Regions from separate parts of the Anas platyrhynchos genome. Here region 2 is linked to region 1. Evidence: chromatin contacts called from public Hi-C data. All regions are on one chromosome and are shown on one strand. The core of a region is the stretch at or near the end of the contact, and the rest is flanking DNA. Distances in the headings are between cores, read along the strand shown.

Region 1 (5,291 bases), core at 2,671-5,170:
ATAATTATTACTGATATGAGCCAGTGTTTTTTTCCCCAATTACATTTCTGTAATGAGATGCATCCTTTTAGCCTAGCTATGCTGGTACAGTACAGCTTTAGGATTAATTCTCATGTCCTTAAGTTTCTTCAGGTTATACTTTAATTCCCTAGGTGACATTCCTGCCAGACTAGAAAAAGAATGATGTAGTAAACAAACATTATGATACGGGTCTTCCATTTTCCCTGCATTTGATCACCTCTCCTATAAATTAGCATTGATGTTGTTCCCTTCTAATAACTAAAGTCCTTCTCTAAACCTTTTCCTCCCACTCTCCCTATGAAGGGAAATATTTCAACCTTTGTAGACACACCTGATCATAGCTCAAGACGGATAACATTCAGTGCTATGCCAGCAACAGGTATAATAAGCCCAGGCTGTGCTCAGCCATATACAGAAGATTGCAAAGAACAAAGAAAAAAGCAAAAATTTAGGTTATGTCCAAGAGGTAGGAAGCCATGGGATTAGAGTCAAACTCATGGACATTTATATAAAATAAAATCTGTTCCAGTAATTTGAAATCATTCCTGCTTTATCTTGAAATATTTAAACAGGGTAAATCTATAGCACAGTAATTGAGCAAACAAACCCAGAAATATTATCAACTTCTAATGCCAACGTATGTGTGAGAGTCCACAGACATCAAATATAACAAGAAAAAACATATCAAGGTGTAACCTGCGAGAGGGAACTTATCAGCATTTATTTGTTCAAAATGTTTCAATCAACTAAAATGTGCCTATTCTTTAACCACACGGACATTACCTTCATACCACGGCACAACGCCCAGTCCTACATGCTATATATACACACACACACAGTAATTTTATAATTAAGGCAAAGATGGTTGCAATAGCTTTGAGTATTCCATGCCAAGGGCCACCCAATCCTGTTTGCTACATTTAGCTAGAGAGAAGGCAAACCTTTGCCTCAATTTGCCTTCTGACTGCAGGAAGGATGACTGTATGGTGTGAAGGCTGCACGCTGCAGCTCAGCGCTCTAACGCAGCCACCACCAGCGTCCCATTTCCCAAGCTCATGTCCGCACTGATGCGAGGAGATAGGTTTACAAAGCCACGGTGGCTTTACTTACCATTAAAAGCAGCAATAATGCAGAAAGATGGAGTGGCAGAGTTAAATGCAGGGCAAAGAACTCCAGCAAGGAGTGGTGGATGCACACAGTTTGCTGTCACCTCTTCCATGCAACCGGCATCTGGGCCAGCTAGATTATGACTGTGAGTGCTACTGCTATCCCTACATGCAGAATAGGTTAGCTCCCTCCTTTCACGCTCATCACTAACCTCATGAGCAACAACAAAAAGGAGGAGATGAAGAAATGGCCTTCCCATTTCACCAACGAAGGCCAACAGGCACGGGCTGAGCGGCCCACGTGTGTTCCTCTCACCTCTTTCTCCCTGTTGAGCAGCACCAGCTGGCTGTCGGTCAGGATGCAGTATTTCCTCTCCCATGTTGTCGTATCGGTGTAGGGGGACTGGCCGCAGGACAGCCTGTGCGTAGGTGGTCCTTTCACATCTGCGAACAGAAAACCGGGATCCCGGAGTCATTAGCGTGTGTCATTACCCGCCCTCCTTCGCTTCTGTGGTTCTGCAGCAAGCTGCACACCAGAGCTGCAATCTGTACTCAGCAGCGCCTGGCTCAGCGTATTAAAAGACAAACTGCTAATCCTGGGAGGCACCCGTGGGGAACGCAATGTGAGGTACACCGGGAGTACTTAGTTATCTAGAGCATGACTTACGAAAATGGCAATGCCCGAGAAGAATATAAATGCTGTTGCTTAAGACTGAAATATAACCAAAAGCAAAGACCGAGAGCCTCACGCAAGCTCCATCTTCCCTCTGTTTCCTTCACAAAAGTGTGGGCCCTGAGCGTACCCGAACTCTTAACAAACTGGATTATTTGAGACTTAGGGAGGAGAGGCACAGGAAGAGAGACTGGGAGCAAGGCAGGCTGGCTTGAAGAAGGGAGGGAAAATCCAAAGGGACCGGCATTTCACTGAGAAGGGCTTAGTAGCACTCCTATGGCAGGAAGCTGTTTGGTAAAGCTGTGGCAGATAGGAGTCTTCCAGCATTTCCATTCAGTCACAGCCAGCACAGTGACAAAAATAAATAAATAAATAAAAAGTCGATTTGCTTCAGGTCTTTTAGGCTGGAGCACCACACCCCGTTGTGCAAGGCACCCTGTCAGTGCCCCGAGCAGGCTGGGTACAAAGAAGGCAGCCCGAGGAATTCAACTGAGCAGGCAACTCACTGTAAAAACCTCTTTACAGGAGACCGAAACACCACAGAGTAATGTAAAGGGGATGTATGCAACAGAGCCATTGGTAGCACCACGTATACAACTTCAGAAAATGGTTTGAAGTCAATCTCTGAAGTTCCACGTTCTGCATGATCTGTAACATTGAGCCTCACTTTTATCCTGCACTCAAGTTTTACACCTCTCTCTTTGCCCTGATCTAAGTGAGCACCAGTCGCTCTCAGGCTGTGCTCTGCAGCCTCCTGAAGCCTCCAAACCACAAAAAGCAAGCCCACTGCCAGCAGCTTCCCCTTGCTGTGCAGGAGCCCAGGATCCCCTCCTATGTGAGGAACCCAGCAGGCAAAAGGGGCGTTGAAAACCCACTTGAGGTGTTCTGCAGAGCTTGTCCATAAACCTGCAGTGGCACAAGGCTCAGAAGATGCTTGCTGTGACTGCTGCCCGCAGTCACCGCTAGAGGCCAGTGAATCCTCAGGCACCCAGCGCCCGCCCGGCTGCAGGGAGCCCTTGGAGCCCAAGCAGGAGCCCAGCTTGACCCTGGGTGCTCGGCCAGCTGCAGCCGTGGTGCTCCCAATCCCACCTCGTGGCTCCCAAAACCGCAGTTTCTCTCTGCTCTCCTCCTCCACACGGCAGCTTTGCCCCAGCGCCGAAAGGCACGTGTCTGCTCCTAACGCTGGGGAAGTAAAAACCCAGTTACGCCCCGAGATGCGTTCGGAGTCCTGTGGTGGTTCAGAGGAATACCTGAGACGTGCAATCTGATACGGGTAAGGAAGAAAAAGCAGAGGAATGCATCGCTCCTGCCACTCTGCACAATACTGAAATTCACCTCTGTTTCCTTGATTTCGGATGAGATAATTCAGACGGGAACCTGAGGTTCAGAGGCAGGCCGCACACCGTGCTGCCTGGCCTGAGGGGTGCTGCCATTCGGGGCAGCTCTGAGCCTCTCCCGGCAGCCCCAAACCCTGCTTGATACAGGCACAGCCCAGGGAAACCACCAGGGCCGCTGTGAAGCAAAAGCACGGCCGTGCAAGCTGCTGGGGCACAGGAGACTCTCTCAGGAGTCACCCACGGCTTTGGCCACCTCAGAGAGGCTCGCTCCTGAGGCAGGCTTTTGGCACACCTGCAGCTCACGTTTATGGCGGCTCCCAGCCCCAAACCGAACCAGACGCAGAATGTAAATGCTGCTGCTCCTGCTTAGCCCTTGGTTTCCCCAACAGCAGCAGAGGAACCCAGCCCGTGCCTCAACAAGCCCAAGCGAGGCCTGCAGGCTCTGGGCCTGCAAGCAGGCTGCAGGGTGAGGACAAAGCCCCGGACCCCAGCCGTGAGCATGTACCAGAGGTGAAGCCCAGAGCTTGGGGGCTCCAGCCCCTCAGGAAGGAAAGCCAGCTTTCTCCCGACACAAGGAAACCCTCCTGCACCCCCAGCAGAATCTAACAGTCATGACTTGTCCAGCCCCCAAAGACTTTTGCATTATAATTTCTGCTAACTACAGGCCTTGGCAGCACACCACCCGATTGATCTGCGGGGCCGCACAAAGGGATTAAAGAACAGCACGGCTCCTTCCACCGCAATAACAACTTCGGGACCTAACTGAGTCATCGGGCGCTGCGGGCCAGCCCCAGCTCTGCTGCCAAGTGGGCTGGCTACGTCAGAAGAGCTTTCTGCAGCCTGCTGGCAGCGCAGCGTGCCGTCACGGTGCCTGGAGCTGTCAGTCACGGCCTGGCGTTAATATCTGGTGTGCTGGCACCCTTCTGATCGCACAGCAGGACACAGCCCCGCTGCCCCCACAGTCTTCCACCCAGAGGAGCAGAGCATGGTGGGTTCCTGAGGTACCGGGTACCCCCGGCCCTCTCCCCAGGGCTGATGGTACAAAAGCACATCTCGCACACCAGAGGGGAGCTCACAAGGAAGCTGCCCACAACAGAAATCACAGTGAAAGCTCCGGTGTGTCCATGCCTAGCCACTTCTCTTCCTGTTTAAACCAAATGTCAGCTAGCCTGCCCAAGCAGACCTCTTCAGAGCCCCTTGCAACAGCTGTAACCCCAAAACTCACCCCGAGGGGTTCTACAGGTTTAGACTGAAGCTCTTTGGGACTTCACACAGTATCATGTATACACCCGGTTGCTTCACAAACTGTGTTTTGTTTTCTGGTTTCATGTTTAGTCTTCATTTTACATTCTTGGTCCCAAGTTTTCATGCGAATGGAATAAAACCTACCAATCCCTTCCACTAATGCCCTATAAACCTGATTTAGCACCACTGATCAGATCACTAAGGAAGGGAACGCCAAGGTCCACTACTGTCTGGGACCACTTAGCTTCAGGGCAAGGCTGAAAGTCACCTCGGGGCTATTCTCTGCCAGCTCATACAGCGCTGCCTATCGGTTCATACAAAGCCTTTGCCCGAGGTAACTCACCAATGAATGCAAATACTTCACTTTGGACAGGGGCTGGGGAAGACATGAGGCAGGCACACCCAAAAGCTCCAAGCCTGCAGACGTGTGTGGGACGGGCTCAGGCAGCCCCACACCTGAGCACACAGCAGGGAGAAGACGTCCTTCCTTCCTCCCCTGGTCTGCTGCAACCCGCTCCCTTCGGCCCTATGACAATGAGGCATTCAAGAAAGCAGATCAGTCAGCCTATACATGGAATAAAGGTCATGCCTTATGTGCCTACAAATGCTAATGGCAGTTAAGTAACAGCTTGGAAAAAATCCCCTCCTCTGTGCATCCTCCCCTGACACCCCGAGAGGAGCAGCGCTGCCCGCCTGGCACGGCTGAAGGTTTGAAGCTGGGCTGTTTTTCCTCGGGGCACTGAAATGCCATCAGGCACTTTATAAATATCCACAAAGCTCCCTTTCTCTCAGCCAAATGACAACTTGTACCTTATTATCAACTACAGAGCTAATGAAGGGAAAAAAAAAAAAAAAAAAGAGGAAAAAAGGCAAAAAAAGGGAACAGTCTTGCTGCGACGGCGTTTCAGA
Region 2 (5,389 bases), core at 2,454-4,953, 79 kb after region 1:
TAATCCAATAAGCTCGTCAAGGTTTTCCCTCCTACGCTCTCTGCAGCCCTCTCCTCTCCTTCAGCCTGTCCCAAGCCTGTCCCTCGCCCATGTCCCTGGCTCTACCTGCTGCAGCTGCGGCAAGCTTGCACGGGCAGCTGCAGGGGAAGGGGGGACGGAGCTGCTTGGAGAACACGAACAGGAGCTGGCGTATTGCGAGGGAAGGATGTGGCTGTTGAGCCGCTGCCAAAAGAGGAATTGTGGAGTTTGAAAAAGCTGCCACATAGTGCCGGGACGACAATTACACAGGACCGGCGCGGGACACCGACAACTGGTTCCCATCAAGCGGGGACTGGTTGTGTCTGCCAGTATCATCAGCCCGTTCCCAACACGAGGTCTGGAGCGACCGGAAAGTGAAGTTTCTGAAATTTGCACTGCAGCAGAAAACAAAATCCATTCTTCTGCCTTCGCTTGTGGGTTTGGGTGCAATATAAACAATAATAAATAGCAGAGATGACTAAAATAGGAAGGCTGATTTTGCAGGCATGGCAGCAGCAAAAATAGACATATTTTGTAAATAAAGATGTCCTGGAAATAAGAGATGCCTGAGTTTCATGCGCATCAGCTCAGCTGTTCTGGCTTGGGGACTTCTCGGCCAGTAGTGCAGAGGGGATTTGTGCAGGCGCAAATGATCAGTAACCAAGTGCATGCACGGAATTCCCTTTGTGAGAAGCAGGGCTAGGAGCTAATCTGCTTGTGGCCGTCACGTTAACCCACAGGCTCTGGTTAAATTGGGACTGGAGCTTTACTTAAACAGAACAGGTTAAAGCAAAGCGTGTGAGGGGAGCTGCAGCTGTATTTCAATTCATCCAAAGCCTGCACGTGTTGTAGAAGAAATTGAGCTACATCAGCACGACTTGGGAGAACAACGCTTTCGCGCTGACCTTCTTCCAGAACACATCCATGTCTTCGAGAGCAAACAGGTCTCAGTTTGGTGATCTTGTCTCAAAAAGGGAAAAATAAAATGAGAAGAGATACAGAGGAAGGGATCAGGACAGTGGAAGCGATGGAGTAGAGAGGGCATGTGGAAAAGCTACAGAAAGGAAGGGGCTGCAGCATGGAAGAGCAGCACCTCGGGGCAAGCAAAGGCGGAGAAATCAGAAGGATGACACGGACCTAGAGTTTTATTCCTTGCAATGCAAGAGCTAAGGAGCGCGGAGAGAAACTATCAGGTCCAAAGCAGACAAAAGGAAGCACTTTTTCACACAACACATAATTACGTTGTGGAACTTACTGCCACAGGATGTCACGGAGGCCAAAAGTATAAATGAATTCAAAAAAAAAGGATTAGACGGATTCGTGCAGCCTGCAGCTCAGGAAGTCTCCCCGCTGCTGATTGCCGGAAGCCGGCAGGGTACGCCGGAGGAAGGATTGCTTTATTCGTTCCCTCTTCCGAAATCCCTTCCTAAGCATCTGCAGCTGGCCATGGCCAGGCGCTGGTCACACTCATGCCTGTATCCTCCTGCTAATTCCCTAAAGATGGAGCCTGATGGACCACAGCCATCACCCAGATGGGGCTGACCCCAGTTTTGCTCCCTTGGACCTGCTGCGGTCGGCGGTGGCCGGTCTTTGCTGCTGCACTGGGTGATGGAGCCCTGAGGGCTCCCGAGCCAGCCTTCCGCTCCTCCTGCCTCTGGGATTAAGCACCAAAATCTCCGCTGCAAAGCCCCCTTTGAACATGGCCGGCAGATAATGCGCATGCTGATTAAAAAAAGAGAAAAACCAGCACAGGGGAAAGTTAAATATTAAAGAACTGCAGCCCGGCTTTAACGGCTGCCGCCATCCCTCCTTCATCTTGTGCCAGCTGCCCCCAGGATACTTGAGCTGACGCTGGGTTTCTACCTTGCAAAGGCGGCTGCTATTTTAATGAAACTGTAATTTTTCACTAAGGGACAGGAGGAACATCTGGTCTCACTTCAGCAGGACAACATCCCCTCTCTATTTACACGTGTGGTGAGATTGGTGCAGCTCTCGGCTCTTCACTCCCTGTCCCGTACACGCGATGCCGGGCAGCACAGGGCCGAGGCTGGCATGAAACACCGAAGATGTGGGCTGGCAAGATCCCATCCTGCCAACAACCGGTTCTTGCTGCCCACTGTGCTGCTGCCAGCATGGCCATGGAAGGTGCTGTCCCTGTCCATCCATCCCCGTGGAGAGAAAACACAGCTGGAAAGCTACCGGCTATACTGCCTGCCCCTGACATGCAGCTATTTGGGCAGCATCCCTTATTTCAGGAGAGCTGTGCTGCTTGTTAAGTAGTCTCGTAAGCAGATCTGTAAAACCCTCCTGCTGGTTCTAATGAGCAGGGGACTGGCATTTTAAAATGTAGTCTTTTAATGGGTCTTTTCAGGAGATGGAGCTGATCCCCTGGCCAGTGGGAGCTGATGGCAGCAGATACTGTGATGATGGCTGCATGGGTTGTGTTTTATCTTTGGGCAACAAGGAAGGAATGATGGATTTATCCCTATTTTTCTTGCTAAAGCCCTGGTTAGGTGACTTGGATTGAACTTTGCGTAGCACATAACCCCTGGATTTATCTGCATCTATAGGAACACGAGCTTCTTTCTCTGGGCCGCCTATCCTACTACTTTATCCAGCCTATCTCTGCTGTATTTTTGCACCGTGTTGCCTAAACAGATGGGTTCCCTGCCCTTGCTATTGTAAGCAGAGACAGATGCAAATACATAGGAACTTATGGCCTGTCGTGTGGTTACCTAGAGAGGCCGTTGTCTGCAAACAAAGGGTGTGCAAAGACACAGACAGCCTCGCTTGGGGTAGCCTTGAGATGCACGGCCCCAAAATGATGCTGCCCTTACATGTCTGCTGTTGGAGCTGAATGCAGCAGTGGCACCTTCCAAACAGAACCGGTCGAGAGCTGTGAGATGATGACATGTCGGAAGAAAGGAGGAGCAAAATGTATATGCCTCCCCTCCCCATCCTCCAACCTATTGTTCCTTTAGGAGTCCGAATAAACAAAGGAAAGCGCACTGGTCTGGAGCACAAGGCAGCTGCGTCAGCAGCTCACCTACGTGCAAACACAGCCCCCGTCCTTCCCTACCCCCAGAGGGTTCTGGCTCAAGCTGTATTTAAAATAAAATGCCAGGACCCCAGAGTTGGGTGTGACAGAAGGAAATGGGGTCTCCGAGCAAGAATTGTGCTGTGGTGAGCCATGGCTGTGTGCGCTGGTCACACCAGGCCATCGGCCTGTAGCACACAAGCTGGATTGAGGGTTGGCCAAGAGGAGATTTAGGATGTTAGAGAAGCACAGAAACAGCTTAGGCATTTCGGGAGCACCAGCACGCAGGGGTGTAACCATGTAAGGGTCCCATCAGCAGCCCAGCAAGAGCAGTGCTGCGGTGTCACAGCTCCAAGCCCCCTTCCCTCCTCAAGTGGGCTCCCTCAGCCACCACATGAGCCTCAGCGCTTGGTCCCTCAGCCTTTATGGTGCCCGACATGGTCTCTGCAAGGCTTCTGGTGCTTTGTTTTCGTTGGGGAGTCAGTGATGGGGCATTGAAGGGATGGGCAGCGACATTGCTCCATGAGCGCAGCACTCCGTCCTCCCTCAGGCGAGGCAGAGGAGCGCAGCCCGGGCTGCTTCACCAGGAGCCGGGCGAGGAGCCGGTGCCATCCCAGCAGCCCCCGTCCTGCCCTTCATTACGGCTCCAGGTGCCGGCTGATAGAGGGCACCAGGCACAGCAACTGCGCCGCCATCGCCCGCCCTCGACGCCCGAGGCCCGGCCCCGTCCCGCAGCAGCGCGGGGGGGCCCGGAAGGCGGCGCGGGGCGCGGAATGGCGGCGGCGGCAGCGCTGCGGTGCGGGGCGGCTGCCTCCTGCCCGCTCCCCTCCCCATTTCCCCATTCCCCTTCCCACTTCCCAGCCTCCTCTCTCTCCATGCTCCCTATTTTTGCCCCCATACTCCCCTCCCGTCCCCCTTTCCCCATCCCTTTCTACCCCTTTTGCCCTCACTGCTCCCCAGCTCAGCCCCAGGACCCCCCTTTCCATCACCCTCCCTGAGGTGTCCCCGTGCCCCTTCATTTCAGGATCAGCGCCCTGGGCCTGGCCTCGCTGCGGGGTGCCCGTGGCTACCGAGTGGCTCAGTGCACCGAACTGGCCAAGCCCCTGATCCTACAGGACCTTCCGGCCCCCCCGCTGCAGCCCCACCAGGTAGGGCCATGGGGTCTCGCAGGAGCGGGACAGAAACCCTTCAACACGTGCTGTCCACTGCCACCAGGACAACTTCTTGGGGACAGCCCCCGTGGCCACAGCAAAAACAAGCTGCTGACCCCAGGACTCGTGCTCCAGGGTTTAATGTTTGTCCCCTTTTCCTGCAGGTCCGTGTGGGTGTCCAGTACTGCGGGTTAAATTTTGCTGATATCTTGGCCTGCCAGGGTCTGTACCAGGACAGACACACTCCTCCCTTCACCCCTGGTGAGTAGGTGACCGAGCTGTGCAGAGGGGGCAGTGCCAAATGTGCTCGAGTGGCACATCCTAGGGAGATGAGCAGCCCTGCGAGGAGAAGGCTGCTGCCAAGAAAGCATCAGCTGACTTGACAAATCTTTTAGGGTCCATAGGATCATGTTTTAACACCCTCTGATAATACCCGACGTAACATATTGCATTTCGAAGGTGGCATGCAAAGAGAACTTGCTAGTCTGGGGAGAACAACAGGAAGTATTGTTTGCCTGGAAGCTATGAACACCAAAGCACAGAGTGGTTTTGGGCAGGGCTGGGTCCTTCTGTCCAGAGCTGCAATAACCACCATAAGCGCATGTGGCTGAAGGCACCTCCTCTCCCTCCACAAAATCTCTCTGCCCCAGCGCCTTCCAGCAGCGCTGCGCACAGGCAATGTGTGTGTGGTGCTCCTTCGGGCTGTGACAGCTCCTTTGGCTCCACCAGCCCAGGAACTGCTGTCTCGCAGCAAAAAAGATGTGCAAAAAAAGCACATTTCTGAAGTCTCACGGTGTGGAAGCGCCTTCCTTCCTCTGCAAAAATATATTGGTATTCCAAACTGAAAGAGTCTTGCCTTAACGAGCAAGCACTTGCTGTCCCCCGTGCTGATGCTGCCATCTTCTGCCCAACTGGTGCTTTGCTGCTGAAAACTTCATGGCTTGGCCCAGGGATCTGCTCCATGTGCACTGTGTGGGTGCAACCCACGGATGTTCAGCAGCCTTGGCAGCAGAGCCTGGTGGTTATTTCTTTGCATTGCGGTGTTATAAGTGAAGGTGAGAGGGCTGAGGAGCACAGAAATTCCTGTTGCTGAGTGATTTCCACAGCTTCATGGTTCTGGAAGCGAGACCTCATCTGCAGGTCCATCAGCTGAGGATGCTGCTAATTGCATAAGCAAAAATGG

Evidence for each region. A called contact is a pair of places that touch in the nucleus more often than the background predicts.
Region 2: a Hi-C map of subcutaneous adipose tissue shows a contact between it and region 1, with 2.4 times the contacts expected there. The contact joins the promoter of LOC101795071 here to the enhancer-like site in region 1. A contact is called at or near these places in 5 of 8 Hi-C or Micro-C datasets (F1 follicle, liver, skeletal muscle and 1 more).

The regions. Positions count from the first base shown.
Region 1 is chr8:19,171,496-19,176,786 of IASCAAS_PekinDuck_T2T, forward strand. It overlaps RASAL2 (RAS protein activator like 2), which reads right to left. Exons shown (of 19, transcript XM_038183330.2): 2 at 1,444-1,571. Among named protein-coding and RNA genes, the nearest start is that of RASAL2, 74 kb to the right of the region's middle. Within about 2 kb of position 3,921, at least 2 of the 8 cell types and tissues checked have an H3K27ac peak or open chromatin away from gene starts, as enhancers often do. A contact at or near this core is called in subcutaneous adipose tissue, where this site is marked.
Region 2 is chr8:19,250,354-19,255,742 of IASCAAS_PekinDuck_T2T, forward strand. LOC101795071 (quinone oxidoreductase-like protein 2) reads left to right here and starts at 3,704. Exons shown (of 10, transcript XM_038183337.2): 1 at 3,704-3,851; 2 at 4,080-4,203; 3 at 4,371-4,467. The coding sequence starts at 3,829.